Linked DNA regions of Mus musculus: region 2 is linked to region 1. The links are chromatin contacts, called in public promoter capture Hi-C maps. All regions are on one chromosome and are shown on one strand. Each heading gives the region's core, a stretch centred on a gene start, on an enhancer-like site or on the middle of the called end of the contact. The rest is flanking DNA. Distances are from core to core; before and after follow the strand shown.

Region 1 (3,922 bases), core at 784-3,283:
TTCAAATCAAGTAAGGAAAAAAAAAAAAATACCAAGCACAAATACTGTATTGCTAAAGAAAACCAGTTCTATAAGAAAAGGTACTCAAAAAACTTAGGAAACTGCAAAAACTGCCTTGCAGAATCTCTAGAAATCAAGGACTCTCCTGTACTTAGTGACAAATATGAAATATTCAGAGGAAACATGAAGCTACCCGCGATATACGCAAAGTCCATTTTGCCAATGTTGTATGTTTTGCAAGAGAAATGACCATAATCACTGTAATGTGGAGCCCCAATTGCAATAAAAGCATTGAGTCGTGAACATACACACAAAAAAACTCTGCTTGCACAAACTCAGTGTTCATCCCAATGTGACCTCTATAAGGAGAGAAATTAGTTGCATCTTAGCCAAATGTGACATTAACTTTAACTTCACAGAAGTTCCCCACTTTATCAATCCAATATAAATGCCATTTATGACAGGTTGTGATGCCTAACTACAGTACTAAGTTTCCTGTTGAGAAAAGGAGAATTCTACATACCACTATAATCTATGGAAAAAGCTCACTGCAACTTTGCTCTCCCTTGGAGAATATTCATGAGCTGTTTCTACCTAAGAACTGATGGAGCTCAATTACTAACATTTGGAATGTTTGCTTGAGAGAACAGCTGTCTTGGGATGTTTTATTATTACAATGCTTAGTGTTATAAGCTTTAAAAAAAAAAACCTACACAATCAAAACATAACAAACCTGCTTTCCGTATTCAATATTTCAACCTAAGGAGAGCGACAGAACGCATCCTATCCTGACCTATTCTCACACTGGTAGTTAGAAATCAATCCCAAAGGACTTTCCGTTAACAAAAACTCAAGAGACCACACATCTGACTTGACAGCGAGTCGGTGTCACAAGACATAAGAAAATGATAAAATCCTACAACTGTTTTGGACATTTGGACTTCCGTGGATATATTTTTTAATTAACCCAACAGATCCCTGTACTGCCGAAGCATAAACATACAACTAATTAAAATGGGAGGGTAGGAATATAAACAAAAGTACATTTTAAGTATGAACTGTGAAAGAAAAGACTGGAAAATGATAATACAACTGCTTACTTGCTAAATGCCCTGTCTTTGCGAAAAGTCTAAGAAAAGGAACTAAAATGCCAGACCAGGAATCGGTGTAAGCCTTTCTCAATCTGCACGTGGGTGTTGTTTGTTCAAACACGCTTAAGATCACTTTTTTGAAAAGTGCGTCCAAAGTGGGGAGGAGATAGAAATAACTTCCAGAGCGGAGGGGGAAATACGTGTTTTCACAGGCCTACCCCAGTGATGCTACTTAAAAGCAAAGCCGGCTTTTAAGCAAAGCAGGAAATAAAGGAGATGGCGGGAGGGCAGGCAGAGGGCGGAAGTTGGCAACGGCCTCTCCTGAAGTGCCTCAATGGAAGAAGGCCCTTCGTCTCCCGCCAAACAGTGCGCCCCGAGGTCGGCTCGCCTCTATCCTCCCCCAAAACAGACAGCGCCCGCCGCCGCCCACGGGGGCAGTGCCCTTGGCCATCCGGTTCCGGCTGCGGGCCTCACGCGAGCACCGAGGCCTCGCGGCCCGCTCCGCACGCCCGCCGTTCCGCGGCCTCGTGGCCGCCACAGGCCGCTCGCCCCGGCCGCACACACTCGGCACGCGCCCCAGCCGGCCGACGGCAGACAAAGGCTCGGCAGCCGGGCCTGCTCCCCGCCACCATCCAACAAAGCCCGAGCCGCGACTGCGCGCCCCGGCCTGGCTTACCCATCGGTCCCCGCACGCTTCTTGCCGGAGGGGTAATCCTCCCCCAGGTCCAACCGATGCCTCTTGGACATCCTCGCACTCCCAGAAGCGGACGCTTAGGAAGGAGGGAAGAAGAGAGACTCCGGCAGCCGGATCCACGCACAAGAGGCCCGCGGCTCAACTCGCGGGGACCCCCACCCCTCCCGCCACCACAGCCCGCTCCGTGCGGCCCGAACCAGGAGCTAAAATGGCGGCCGCGACGAGGGCAGGGCCTGCGTGCGCGCCTCCGCGGCGGGCGTGCCGGCGTGGTGCGCGCGCACGCCGTCCGGAGGCGGGAACTCCCGTCCCGCCCGCTGTGCGATTGGCTGAAATGGCTCTGAGTTCCCGCGGGCTCCTCCCTTTCCCCTCGCGTCTCTCTGAGAGCTGATCTGAGCTGCTGCTAAGGACCGAAACGCGCCTCAAGCTGTCACTTGCCGCCTGGAGTTCGTTGGGAAAGTTGAAAAAGCCTAGTCCTGTTTAGGAAATCTATCCAGCTGTGTATATACTTTTTGCTTTTAGGGTATGAAGCTCAGGAAGGATAAGAAAAACAAGATCACACAGCTGGCAAGTGGCAAAGCAGGACACAATTTATAACTCCAGAACGAGAATTTGCAGTTGTTGCGCCAGATGCCCTGTAGCGGTGAGAAAAAATGTTAACTTTAATTACTGTGACTCGTTTTGTCCATTCACCCCAGAACAGATAACATCTATTTGTTCAAGGTATAGGTGTTTTGTATAGGGTTCAGAAAATTGGAGGTAATCGCACTGGGCACTGTATTTTGCCTCCAATCCTCTGCCCTAATCTTGCTCCGTTTGTGTGTATATGAGTGCATATTAGGCACTCAGAGACATTAGCCCTATCTCTGTCCTCGTTTGGTTTGGTTTGGTTTGGTTTTTTGAGACAGGGTTTCTCTGTGTGGCTCTGGCTGTCCACAAACAAGCTCTGTAGAAGAGGCTAGCCTGGAATTCAGAGGTTAGGCTGTCTCTGCCTCCCAGTGCTGGGACTAAAGGCGTGCCCCAGCATGCCTAGTTGCTGTGCTCCTTAGTAGAGTGAACCCTGAAAGACATTTTATAGACATGGTTACCTGGACTGAAGGAAATCAACAAATAGCTCATCCATTAAGACTCCACTGTAATGGCAAGTTGTTGAGGCAAGGTGACACTTAAGAGGTTGTGTATCTTTCTCCCTTCAGCCATTGTGCATACTCAATTACATTCATTTCCAGAAGTGTGGGCGAAAGAGGTCTAAGGATCAGCCCAAATACAGGGTATCACTTCATGTCAAGACTCTCCTTTGCTGCTCCTTGGCTCTAGTCCCTCGAAAATTCTCAGAAGGATAATCTCTAAGATTAAATACAACAGAAACACAACAGATGATATTGTAACTTTCACAATATCCAACACAACTGTCTAAATGTACATTGACAACCTGTTAGGCTAGATATGGTAGTGAGTACCTTTAATCCCAGCACTCCTGAGGGCAGAGCCAAGCAGATTTCTATGAGTTCAGAGTCAGTTTGTTTTACGTAGTGAGTTCCAGGACAGCCAGAACTATATAGTGACTCTCTCTGTCTTTCTCCCTCCCTCACTCCTTCCCTCTCCCCCCTCCTCCCCCCCCCCCCACATGCACTCGAGCGCACACACACACACACACACACACACACACGAGCCACTGAAAAGTCCTGTGAGCATCTTTCAGGTACCTACATTACTGAAGAATTCCACCCCTGTCAGTTGTATTCCTTGTTATAGTTCCTAGACAGGAGGGTCCTCTTGAAGTTCTTGTGCAGAGTCTTGAGCCTTGTAAACCCCCATGATCATCCTCTTCCCTCCAAAATGTGTATTAATGGGTCATTCCTGTGATGAGCTCATGCAAGTTACCTCTCCGATATAGGCTAATGAGGATGTGATGGTTTTTATATGCTTGGCTTGGGGAGTGGTTTAGAAGGTGTGGCCCTGTTGGAGTCGGTGTGTCACTGTGGGTGTGGGTGTTAAGACCCTCATCCCAGCTGCCTGAAAGCCAGTAGTCTGCTAGCAGCCTTCAAATGAGGATATAGAACTCTTAGCTCCTCTTGCCCCATGCCTGCCTGGATGCTGCCATGTTCCCGCCTTGATGATAATTGACTGAACCTCTGAA
Region 2 (3,922 bases), core at 661-3,160, about 22 Mb after region 1:
ATTGTAGTGAGATGAGTTCATAATATAAGAAGCAAGAGACAGTCTATAAAATAGTCAAATTATTTAATGTCAAAGTTTCCCATGGCAAATGGAGAGATTAATCCTAACCAAGGAAGCATATCCATACAAGGATTCAGTTTAGGAGGAAAGAAGGAAGGAAGAGGCTTTGAAGGATGGTCATTAGAGCTTTATGAGCTTCTCTGCTTTGTAGAAATCATTTTCAAAGCTTAGCTCAAGTGCTACCTCCACCACGCAGGCCTCCTACCGCATTCACCACCATTCATTAATCAACTCGTTGTTGATGTCTAAACTCTTTGTCTAGACAATGATTTGAAAGACAAACTCTTTTCCAGACTGGAAAGAAAAGCAATTCACTCTGCAAAAGACAATCAACTCTCTCATGAAACCACCCAATTTTACTTTAGATGCACTTAACAGTGAGAATGGAGCTAACCACGGTGTGGTGGTGGTAACTGCCCACGGTACTCTCAAGCAGATAGTATCAAAGGCCAAAAGGATATGGTGCACCATACAACAGATGGAAGTGAAAGTTAAACAAGACGAAGGCAGATTTGGCCTAGTGAAGATTCTGGGGAAAGTGGCTATGTAGTCAATAAGACTTGTGGTCTAAAAGAGAGTTTAGCTCTGCTCTACTCCCCTCACCCCAACCCTGCTCACCCCATCTGCATACTCAGTTTATCTACATTTGCCTTTCACTCTACTCCAAATGCAGTTGGGTGCCTGGAACTTCTCTGTCTCTGGGCCTTTTGCATGTTCCTAATCTCCTTGTCAAGTAGCCCCCATGCAGAAACCCACAGAGCTTACAGCCCTTCTCCATTAAGGGATCTACTTATTTTAATTAATTAATTAATTACCACGTGATATTAGATTATACCTCCCTTTTAATCACTTGGCCGTGGGTCTTTTTACAGCTACTATTATTTTTAAATCCTTATCAACATGATGTGTCTATCATCTTCCATTAGAATAAAGGCTTCATGAAAGAAAGGATTTTTTTTTTAACCGCCAATCTATATAGTCTTGAAGAGTTCCTAGTACTTGGGTAGACTTTCATACATATTTGTTGAATTCAGGGAAGATTTTTACGAGGAAATTGTACACAGAAGTTGAAACAATTTAAGAATTTCCTACAGGGGAACAGGGCATAGCAAACAAGAGTTCAAAACTAAGAAGAATTAAAACCCTCGTGATCTACTCAGGTAACGAGGAATCAAGTGATACAGATAAAGTCTAACGCTCGACCCTCCTCATCAATCACTAATTAAGAAAATGCCCTGCAGGTTTGTCTACAGCCCGATCTTATGGAGGTATTTTCACAACCAAGGTTCCCTCCACTCAGATGACCAGTTTAAGTAACTTAAATAAAACTTTCCGGCCACAGAGTCTCCCTGTATAGCCCAGGCTATCCTGGAACTCACTATGTAGACCAGGGTGACTTGTCTCTGCCTACCAAGTGCCACTATGCCCAATACTAATAATTTTTTAAACAAAGAGAACGCATCCTTTATATATTAAATTTTTCTTTTGTTGGTTGTTAAAATTTCGACGAATTGACAATTGTGGTTCAGTCAAACCCGTGCGGGATGCTGGCCTTCAGGATTTTAAAATAGACTAGTGGAGGGAGAAAGGCAACAGGGACAGAAAAGAACAATGGTGTAGCAAAGGGAACTGGGGAGTGGGAGGAAGGTTGGGGGAAGGGAACTTCAAAGAAGACCAGAAGCCCCAGAGAAAGCCACTCTTGAGAAGCTAAGCTAGAATCCTTGGGGTGGGGCGGGGAGGGGGAGGAGCCAATCGCGCGGCGCTTGCGCAATGAGAGGCCCAGGTGCCCGCCGCCGCGGAAGCGTAACCACCTAGAGACGCCGCGCCGCTTGGGTGCCTGCGGCGCATGCGCAGACGGATCGGTCGCTGACTCTTCAGGGTCGCCGCCTCCACCGAGGTTGGCCCCAGATTTGAGTCTCGCGCTCTTCGTTCGCTTACCGGCGGCTTCCCTCCCATTCTCGCGCCCTGGGACGGCGAGGCTGGAAAAAGGGGTTGAGAGAGCTGTTGGCCGCCGCCTTTAACTTGTGCGTGGGGCGGCCATGTCGGCCGGCGAGGTGGAGCGCCTGGTGGAGCTGAGCGGCGGGACCGGAGGGGATGAGGAGGAAGAGTGGCTGTATGGCGGTACGGAACTTCCTGTCTGTCTCCCCGGTTCTCTCTGGCCTTCCTCCCAGCGTTTCAGGCCCAGGCGTCCGAGGCCTCTCGTATTGGCCCTAACCGGCCTTGGTTAGGCCGAGTGCGGCCTGCTCCCGGCCTTCGCCCGGACCCGCAGGCACTCACCGCGCGGTGGACGCGGGCCAAGGAGGCCGGGCAGCCCTGCGTCGCCCTCCTCCGCACCGCCCGGGCCTCCTCGCTTCTGCGCTCTCTATTCATGCTCTTTATCGATTCTGAGCCGCTTTGGTGTCTCTCTTGCTCAGTGGCTATGGGGTGCCCCTCCTCGTCCCTTTCTTTCAGAAACCGTCATTCTGTAATAGCAGCTAAATAAAGTCAGTGCAATGAAACTAACGTCTTGTTTCTTGATGGTCAGTTTGTATGGGATGCACCTGCAAGGGTACCTCCTTGTCTGAAAGTCGTGCTTTAAAAGTATTAATTAAAAGAAACAGATGAAATACACTGTGGTCCATAAAGAAAACCCTGAATTGTGGCCTGTATTAAGGTGAAGTGTTTTGTTTTTGTTTTTATTTTTTGTTTTTTGCTTTTTAAAGAGCCCTGTATAGTCCACGTCATAGTTGTATCTCGTGACTCTTCCCATAGGCTTGTATTCGGTGTTTTGTGTTTGTGTCCCCAAATTTAATGCGTCATGTACTTTGTTTTTGTAGGGGACATGTCTGATGTCTGAGTTTTAACTTTAAGTCGTAATCCCCCTTGGCTGTTATACCAGATTTGAAAGTATTTTGTTCTTTCCTAGAGCATACATTCTTGACATAAATTTCATAGATTATATAAAAGTGAACGTTAGCGTCTTAAGCAGCCTTTTAGTAATGAAACTCCGATAAACTTGTAAAATTGATTATTTCTTTAGTGGAAAGACAGCATCGGTACTACCCTTAAAATGTGAAATGTGTGGGGTTTCTCTTAGCATGATGTGTAAATCCCCTTGTATTTCTTTCCATAAGAGATGTGTCTTGCTTATGAAGTGATCTAACTTTGGCTATGCTTGTAGGCCCGTGGGACGTGCATGTGCACAGTGACTTGGCAAAGGATCTAGGTTAGTGCTTGTGATCTTCCCTTCAGATTTCTATACTACTTGTTGCTTAAGCTTGGTTTCTTTATTTACTTTATTTTATTTTATTTTATTTGGTAGATGAGAATGAAGTTGAAAGGCCAGAAGAAGAAAATGCCAGGTTGGTGAACTCTCTCCTGTTGATGTCTTACACAGATTGCGATTCTAGCAAGTTGTCTACTGTTTGATCATAATCCTTGGCGAAATTGCATTTTGACCAAAGTTGAAGGACTGTTTCTACTTGTGGACCAATCCTGTCCTGTTTTCTAGTAACGTATAGGACAATTTTTTGAGTTATTAGGTACTTGCCAACTTTTCACTGTAGAGTAACTTTCACCCTTAATTGAGCTTAGAGGTGTACACAACATAGTTGGGTTTTTGTTTTGTTTTGTTTTTCAAGACAACGTTCTCTGTGTAGTGTGCATAGCCCTGGCTGTTCTGGAACTCACCTTGTAGAGCGGGCTGGCAAGAAGATCCACCTGCCTCTGCCTCCCACGTGCTGAGATTAAAGGCAAGAGCAACTTTATCTGGCTGAGTGTAGTTGTTAAATTACTAAGAAAAAAAATAATTTACTGTAAGAATTAAAATAACTAAAAATTGTTGCTTTCATAGTTTGTTAGTGTTTTTATAGTGTCACTTACT

Evidence for each region. Promoter capture Hi-C pulls out the DNA fragments that hold promoters and counts their contacts.
Region 2: a contact with region 1 is called in a promoter capture Hi-C map of pre-B cells. The contact joins the promoter of Fip1l1 here to the promoter of Dhx15 in region 1. A contact is called at or near these places in 1 of 39 promoter capture datasets (pre-B cells) and 1 of 484 Hi-C or Micro-C datasets (CD4 T cells).

The regions. Positions count from the first base shown.
Region 1 is chr5:52,188,513-52,192,434 of GRCm38.p6, forward strand. It overlaps Dhx15 (DEAH (Asp-Glu-Ala-His) box polypeptide 15), which reads right to left and starts at 2,034. Exons shown (of 14, transcript NM_007839.3): 1 at 1,768-2,034. The coding sequence starts at 1,838. 9230114K14Rik (RIKEN cDNA 9230114K14 gene) reads left to right here and starts at 2,169. Exons shown (of 4, transcript NR_015537.2): 1 at 2,169-2,425.
Region 2 is chr5:74,533,581-74,537,502 of GRCm38.p6, forward strand. It overlaps Fip1l1 (FIP1 like 1 (S. cerevisiae)), which reads left to right and starts at 1,911. Exons shown (of 18, transcript NM_001159573.2): 1 at 1,911-2,181; 2 at 3,221-3,265; 3 at 3,362-3,401. The coding sequence starts at 2,100.